Linked DNA regions of Mus musculus: region 2 is linked to region 1. A link is a contact called in public ChIA-PET data. All regions are on one chromosome and are shown on one strand. The core of a region is the stretch at or near the end of the contact, and the rest is flanking DNA. Distances in the headings are between cores, read along the strand shown. Region 1 overlaps Pvt1 (Pvt1 oncogene). Region 2 has its middle 29 kb from the start of Gm41333.

Region 1 (3,563 bases), core at 775-3,274:
TTATCATATATAGGCATGGAGGTAGAGAATTATTTGTCATCTCTTTTTCATCCAATCATGTTTATATCTTAAACTTTCATCATTTATATTAAAGCACCGTACAATGCTCATTTCTATCAGTGTGTCATGGTTAGTGAAGCTGATTATATTTAAAACCAGTTGGCATACAAGGGACTCCAGTTTGCTCTTACACCTGGGGTTTTTTTTTTTGTGTGTGTGTGTGTGTGGGGGGGGGGGGGTGCGGCTGTGCACCTCTCTGCATGTAAGTTTTCTTGGAAATCATTTGGACACATTCTCAGCAGAAGGTTTATTGAGTCAAAGGCCACAGTTTAATAACTCTTGACCCATATTGCCAAATTACTTTAAATAGGGTTGTTTACACTGCCTCAGTTAACAGGAGGACATGCCAGCTTTACCACCCACCAATGTCGATTAGTATTTTAAAAAAACATGTTATTTAATAGGTACAAAATAATCTCTTTTTAATTCACATATATTTATTCTAGGGAGGATCTATCCCCCCACCCCCATCTGTTTGTTTACCAACTCTCTTTGAGAATGCTGACCTTCACCTACACCAACACCTGCTGCTTCTAGAAGCTACTTTATTCTTTTCCATGTGAATCCCTTCAAGATGACCCAGGGGTAGTGTTGGCCTAACTTCAAGTGTGTGAACTTCAACATTGAGCCTTTGTGTGAAAATGATGTTTTTTTGTTTGTTTGTTTTTTGTTTGTTTGTTTGTTTGTTTTTTTTGTTTTTGTTTTTTGTTTTTTTGTTTTTTTTTTTTTTTTTTGACTTGCTTCAGAGCTTGAAGGCCAGGACCGAAACAACTTATTCTTAACCTATGAAGCCACCAAATTGGCCCCTGGCCCCTGGGCTTTGTGACTTTGAACTTAACACTTGTTTCTCTTCCTCTCTCCTGCCCCAGCTTTGCTTGATGAGCAAAACAGGATTTTTCTGAAGAAAAATCTTTGAGATACACCCCCTCAACTATTTTTGGGTTTCTTACTTTGTGGGAGGGAGAGAGAGAGAGAGAGAGAGAGAGAGTGAGAGAGAGTCAGAGAGTCATGTGTTCCTGTTAAGGTTTGTTTTAAGTATGAGCAGTTGTTTACCTTTCTAGACAGCTTTCTTTGATTTTCTTCTCCCTGCCTAACCCACAGCATCCTGTGGCCTTGAGGCTTCTTCAGCACCTTGTCTCTGCTCTCTGCCCCAAAGCATGCTGGAGCTCCTTCAACTCTCTAGCTGGAGCCCCTTTTGCACAAGGAAGGCCTACAGTAGCTGGAAGAGCCCAGCAGAGAATTTCTAGACCTTTGCTGTCCCAAAGGAAGAGAGGAGTTTGCCTGGATGCGTAGCCGTGCCCACAGTCACCTGGGTGTACGTGAGCGGAACCGGAACTTCAGCTGAGATTTGCAGTTTCTCTCTGGGGCTATTGCTCCCAGCCCTTTGGTCCCTGAGTCCTCTCTCTGACTTCCTTATAGTGCTCCTGCTTCGATTCCTCCTGGGCTTCAGAGCGATGCATTCGTTTCGCATTGTTTGATGCAGGGTTTCATGTTGACCAAGTTGGCATTAGCTGTACTCAAGGCTTCCGATCCTTCTGCCCCTACCTCTCTACCACTGTGTATACTTCCCATGTGAGATATATATTATATTCCATGTGGATTCCTTCAAGATGAGCCAATGGCAGTGTAGTATAAGTGAAGAAACTTGAACATTGAGCCCGTGTGTGAAATGCTGCTTTTTTTTTTTTTCTTCTAATTATGATGGAAAAGATGTATGAAAATCAAGAGGGACTGAGGGATTGCTGTATAGATATGTCTGCCTGTAAACGCATGACCACATCTGTTGTTGCACACTCAGACCTGTCTTACACAAACATCTTCAACCTCATTTTACTCTGCCATTGGCAATAAAATAGCTTTTATTTAAAAAAATAAATTAAAAACCCCCAAAACAGTGATCACATGGTAAACCCCAAACTGGAGGCTGGGTGACTCCAGCGAGTGACTTCTTTGGGATTGATATCTTCTTTGATGAGATTCATGGTTGGCTTCTGTCCTGTCCTGGGCTGACTCATAGGTTGATAGTTGACCCGGGGTCACTTGAGATCATTTTCATATTTAAGAACTCATTTGTATGTTTGTTTCTTTTTTTCCTTTGTCAGTATTTCCCTCCTCACCCCTGTGTGTGGATATGTGTACTGGGGTGTCATGAAACTACTTAGAGGAGGTTCTCTGTGGGGCATAAGCGAAAACTCACAAGGATCGTTGGAAAGCAAAATAAAACGAAACAAACCCTGCCAGTAAGTTCTTGTCTGTGTTGCTCAATGCCTCCTTCTCCACCTCAGGACTTGTTAACCTCACAGGAACTCTGGGCTGGATTCCTCCTTCAGCACAGCACAGTCCTGGTATGGGAGTTTAGGAGATTCTGTTCTTAAGGAAGTATTACGCGGTATTCCCTCTCTCTCTGCTATGGATTAGACCTCCCACTTGACATCCTCTTTGCTCTGTTCAGCTGGCTTAAGGAAGAGTTAAGGACTTCTTTTGGCTTTCGAAATCCCGATTGCCTGGAGCGTGAGTCTTTTTCTGGGGCTTAGGTCTTGCTCTATGTAGGTTGACCTGTGGCTCCAGCTTGCTCCCCTTTTTCCTGTTGAGTGTTGGCGACATCCTGGTTTTCTTGAGTCATTAGTAAAGTGGAGGATACCCATTTCATGCTTTCATAAAGCCCTCAACCCTCTGACATAAACTTAGGCCTTATCCATGTGACTAACTGGCTAAATGAAAGATGTGTTGCTAACAGTGCGCTACGTCTCTGTAGTAGCCTCATCACTCTGGAATCTCCAGAAAAGACTTTCTGAGGATGTGTGGAACCCTAGGGATTTGTGGCATACACTTGGAAAGCACACCAGGAGAGACCTGTAACCTGGGATCTTGAGGACCCTAGCATCCACTTACTGCATTATGTTGAAGGCAATCCACACAGATTGTTCTATGTTTAGTTTTCATTGAATCATTTAAGGTGCTTGAGTCTGTGCCCCATGTTCCTGAAAGGCCACAATCTCAGAGGCAAACTTCACTCTGTATACCTGATGCTACACAGGAAGGAAGTAGCGAGAACTCTGCCTAAATTCTGAGCTATACTGCCTCCCTGCGATATGCGTCGTCTGCTACCTGATACTGACATCAAGGTCTGCCCTGGACTTTGGTTCTTTGAACTGTCCCCCCTGACTGCCACCTCTGGCCCTGGCATTTGGCTAGTGAGGTGCTCCCAGCTCAGGGATATGCTATAATAATAAGCTAAAGGCAGCAATGGATTCTGGAACACCCTTCTCGTTTAGCTCTGTGTATCACCTGTTTCCTAATTGCCTCAAGCAAACATCACCCTCTCTCACTGTCCTCACCGACCGTTGTCTGCACAAGCCCCAAGCTCTTCTCATTTCCCTTTCTCGATAGCCCATGTATCTCAAGTATTATCCTCAGAAAGGAGGTCAGTTGGACTCTAGGATCTTAACTAAAGGAGGTCCTCCAAGTGTCCGTACCTTTTCAATGGGGAGACTGAAGCTAGG
Region 2 (3,563 bases), core at 702-3,201, 530 kb after region 1:
GAGTAATTTTCTAATCTGAGATATACTCAGAATTTTTATTTGGGCTGGACCCTAGGAACCAAATAGTAAACAGAATAGTTAGTCCCTGGCAATAAGGAGGGTTGGGTAGTTTGCTTTCAGAAATGTGAGAGAAAGCAGATCAACTGTGTAATGCTAGGTTTGGTCTTAAAAGATCTCAGAGATAAAAAATAATGCCTACCAAATATTGCCCTACCTTATTTTATCCAGACAGAAATAAAGACTGAAAAGGTACACAAGGTGAGACGTTATGGCCAGAGCCATAGTCACATGACCAAATGGATGCTCATTTCTTTGCACCTGTTTCTGTGCTTTCCCCATAGCAGTTTAGCCACTCTCGACTTGGTTTAACTCAGCACACATTCCTCTTATACGCTTGCTATATCTCCAGAACCAGGTCTAGAGTAGAAAATGTAGGAAGCCATCAACAAAGATCTATTTACAGGTGCATCCTGCTTCACCTAATCCTTACAAAAACATTGTGAATCTGAGACCCTTATCTCAAAAACAAAAGAATAAATGAAGCATCATCTGTCGTCTCATTCCACATCACATGATTCTAGTCTTAAGTTATTAGACCTCTCATTCTGGGTTTTCCAGTCAGTACCAAGTGATCTTCCTTGCCACATATCTTTCTTTATTCTTTCCTTGACAACTGTTATACTCTCTTACATGTTTATTTCCTCAAGCCTTTGTTGTAATTCAGTTGTTAGGGATGGACAGTGATCTGGGGAACTGAGAAAGTCACTGATCTCAGGAGCTAAGAAGGTCCATAGACCAAAGACCACACAGAGCCCATAGATTTTGCAGATCAGTTTTTTTTTTTAATGCTAAGAATAAAAATGGAGCAAAGTAAAGGAGAGGCAGACTGACCAGAAGAAGCCTCCTTCTCAATGAAGTATCCAGGGGAAACTCTACTGAAGGAACAGTATCTGAATGTAGGCCGAACATTGTGCAGACCATGGATAGAAAGGGGAAGTCAGGCAACAGCCTTGGGTCTACTTTGAGAATAGAAACACAAGTCAAGCCTTGGTGAAGGAGTCAATAAACTGTATCAGATAAGAACACATGGGCAGACATCAATCCTGCTGGTAGGAACTATATTCTGAGCTAATGATTGGCTTACTCACATAAGTAGAGTCATTCAAATTCTCTGTATCTTATTCTGCCCTTCTCTAGGAGGGTACTGATGAGAGCATTCACTTCTGGGGTCATGTGAGGATTTTAAATTGAAAGCAGTACCTGGCACACATTCAACAAGTACCCACTAGTTCTTGCTACTTCAGAGCTAATATCATTATTTATTCTGCTTTTATACTTTCTTCCTTTGAAAAACAGCAGGAGCTTGTTATACACGTATTTCTCCAATAAAGTGTGAGGAAGGCCAATAAAATAAAATCAATAAAAGAGGAAGCTGTTCTGGCTGACTCAAGGGAGTAGCAGGCAAGCACACCATCTGTTCAACCCCACCCAGGCCCCATGGTGGTCCTGAGGATGCCCTGGGCTCCAGCACTCACAGCTAACTACTTTCCTGTGAGAGCTCAAAACAGAGAGATTAGCATCAAAAAAGTGGGGGGGCTAGATACGTCACTATCAAAAAATGAAAACTGTAAAGTAGAATATCTTGGTTCTTTTAAACAAGACCTTTTCTTCTCTGTCTCTGTGTGCCTCTCTGTGCCCCTATCTCTATCTCTCTAGGTCTCTCTGACTCTTGTCTCTCTCTCCTTTTCTTCTTCTTTCCTTCCTTCCTTCCTTTGAGAAAAGAGATTACCAGGCCACACCACCAAAGCCACCCTTCTTGAGGTGGTTTTTGGAGCTTGTTTATGTTGCTCAGACTTAGTCATAAGTTCAGAACATTCTGTGGGTTTTACTGGAACTCAGTATCATGGCTCATCCCAACTCAGCTTGCTCTGTCTGAGGCTGCCAGTGGCCTCCCATGGGACAATGGCTCAGAGTCTCAGGCTGCACACACGAGAAAGCAGGTCTTGTGGTTCCTCATAAGCCTTAGGAATGGCCTCTCTATTTCCAAAGGCCTGCAGTTAAACTTAGGAACCAGAAGAGGTGTGTTGACTCATATTTGATGTTCCCTGGGGACACCTGCTACTTCCTGAAGCCTAGTAGCTTGTCATTTTGTGTTCCTAGATATGTTTCTCCCACCCAGAAATCCACAAAGTTATGGTATTTTTCCTTGTATGTACCTTGCAAGCTGCTGTAGGAGTTGGGTGTGGTTAGCCCAAATATCGGTTTGTTGTTGAAGGTTTGATGGTTTCTGACTGTTTACTTAGCTTTAGTTCACTGGAGCACTTAGCAACACTTCATCTTTTGGGGGTTTCTGAGCCTCACCTTGTGTGCCCAAAGACACTTCTGTTGTGTGTTTTCTTACATGTAGATGGAGCGCAAGCACTTTCACACCTAGAATCTGGTGTGAACCCATCAGCAATACTGTGAGGCACAATTAAAACTCTTCCTTTAGGAGATGAAAATGGGACCCAAAGGCATTAACTAAGTTATATAGGTTCACTCAGTGGATGGGCATGAAAACATCCTTAGAGCTACATCAGGTGGACTCCTGGTCCTCTTTTCTATTCACTTTGCTATATTTTAATGTGACAGCCCATCAGATTTTAACATGAAGATCATTGCATCTCTCATAAGATGTTTGCATTCTTGATACTTGTGGTTTACTTACTTGGTTGAATTTAAAGATTCAGTGGGAGAAAGAAAGAAACAGAGAAGGAGGGAGGGAGGGAGGGAGAGAGGGGGGGCTAGGGGGACACTGGGTGTTTATGTGCATGTGTAATGTGTATGTTTGTGTCAATGTGTAGAGAAATGGGCAGAAAAAAATAAGAAATTAAATTTCTGTTTGATCTGGTTTCAGTTTCCAGAGCTATCAAGCAAAAGGTGTGTAAAGAGTACTTCTAAAATCCTTATGAGCTTATAATACTAAACCTCCATGCTGTAACAAGAGGGATAGTGATGTGTCCTATTCTCTGTCACTCACTTTTATACTTAAAGACCTTTGTTTCTCCCAAAGTCAAATCGATTGAAGAGAAAAATCTAGTGGGGGCACCAGGACAAAGGGCTCGCTAGCGTTTGATGTACCCACTGCCAGGAGGAGATGTGAGCCTAAAAGGAAGCTGTTTTGTTTTGTGCACGTTTCCTGCGATGTTTCTTTGGTGGTAGGGTTGAGATAATTCAGCATCACTGGTTTTCTAGTTGTTCCAAATTCCAATAGAAACATAATGGTCTGAAGATGCCTGGTCGCATCTGAAATGATGAGTATATGAGGTTAAATTCCCCATGCCTCAGGGAGAGTGTTTGGGAAGAAGCAGTTTTCAGGACAGAGCATGAGGGTTTCTAACTCACAAGAACTTAGACATCAAGAAGCAAACACAATGGACGAAGCAAGTGGAAGTTTCATGAAGCACCCACTTTGCTCTTGAACTGAACATTCAGAGCAGTGGTCGTTTAATAAAGGAAAAGAGGAGAAACAAAGCTTAAAGAACAGAATTGTAGATACCAATAGCTATACTTATACTAGGGAT

The links. ChIA-PET counts read pairs in DNA pulled down with a chosen protein or histone mark.
Region 2: an RNA polymerase II ChIA-PET map of memory CD8 T cells shows a contact between it and region 1, with 55 read pairs. The contact joins two enhancer-like sites. A contact is called at or near these places in 4 of 115 datasets of contacts at active chromatin or transcription factors (CD8 T cells, fibro-adipogenic progenitors, memory CD8 T cells and 1 more).

Annotation. Positions count from the first base shown.
Region 1 is chr15:62,163,842-62,167,404 of GRCm38.p6, forward strand. All of the region lies in intron 1 of Pvt1 (Pvt1 oncogene), which reads left to right. Among named protein-coding and RNA genes, the nearest start is that of Pvt1, 130 kb to the left of the region's middle. Within about 2 kb of position 2,025, at least 63 of the 459 cell types and tissues checked have an H3K27ac peak or open chromatin away from gene starts, as enhancers often do. A contact at or near this core is called in CD8 T cells, fibro-adipogenic progenitors and memory CD8 T cells, where this site is marked.
Region 2 is chr15:62,696,845-62,700,407 of GRCm38.p6, forward strand. No RefSeq gene overlaps it. Among named protein-coding and RNA genes, the nearest start is that of Gm41333, 29 kb to the left of the region's middle. Within about 2 kb of position 1,952, at least 72 of the 459 cell types and tissues checked have an H3K27ac peak or open chromatin away from gene starts, as enhancers often do. A contact at or near this core is called in CD8 T cells, fibro-adipogenic progenitors and memory CD8 T cells, where this site is marked.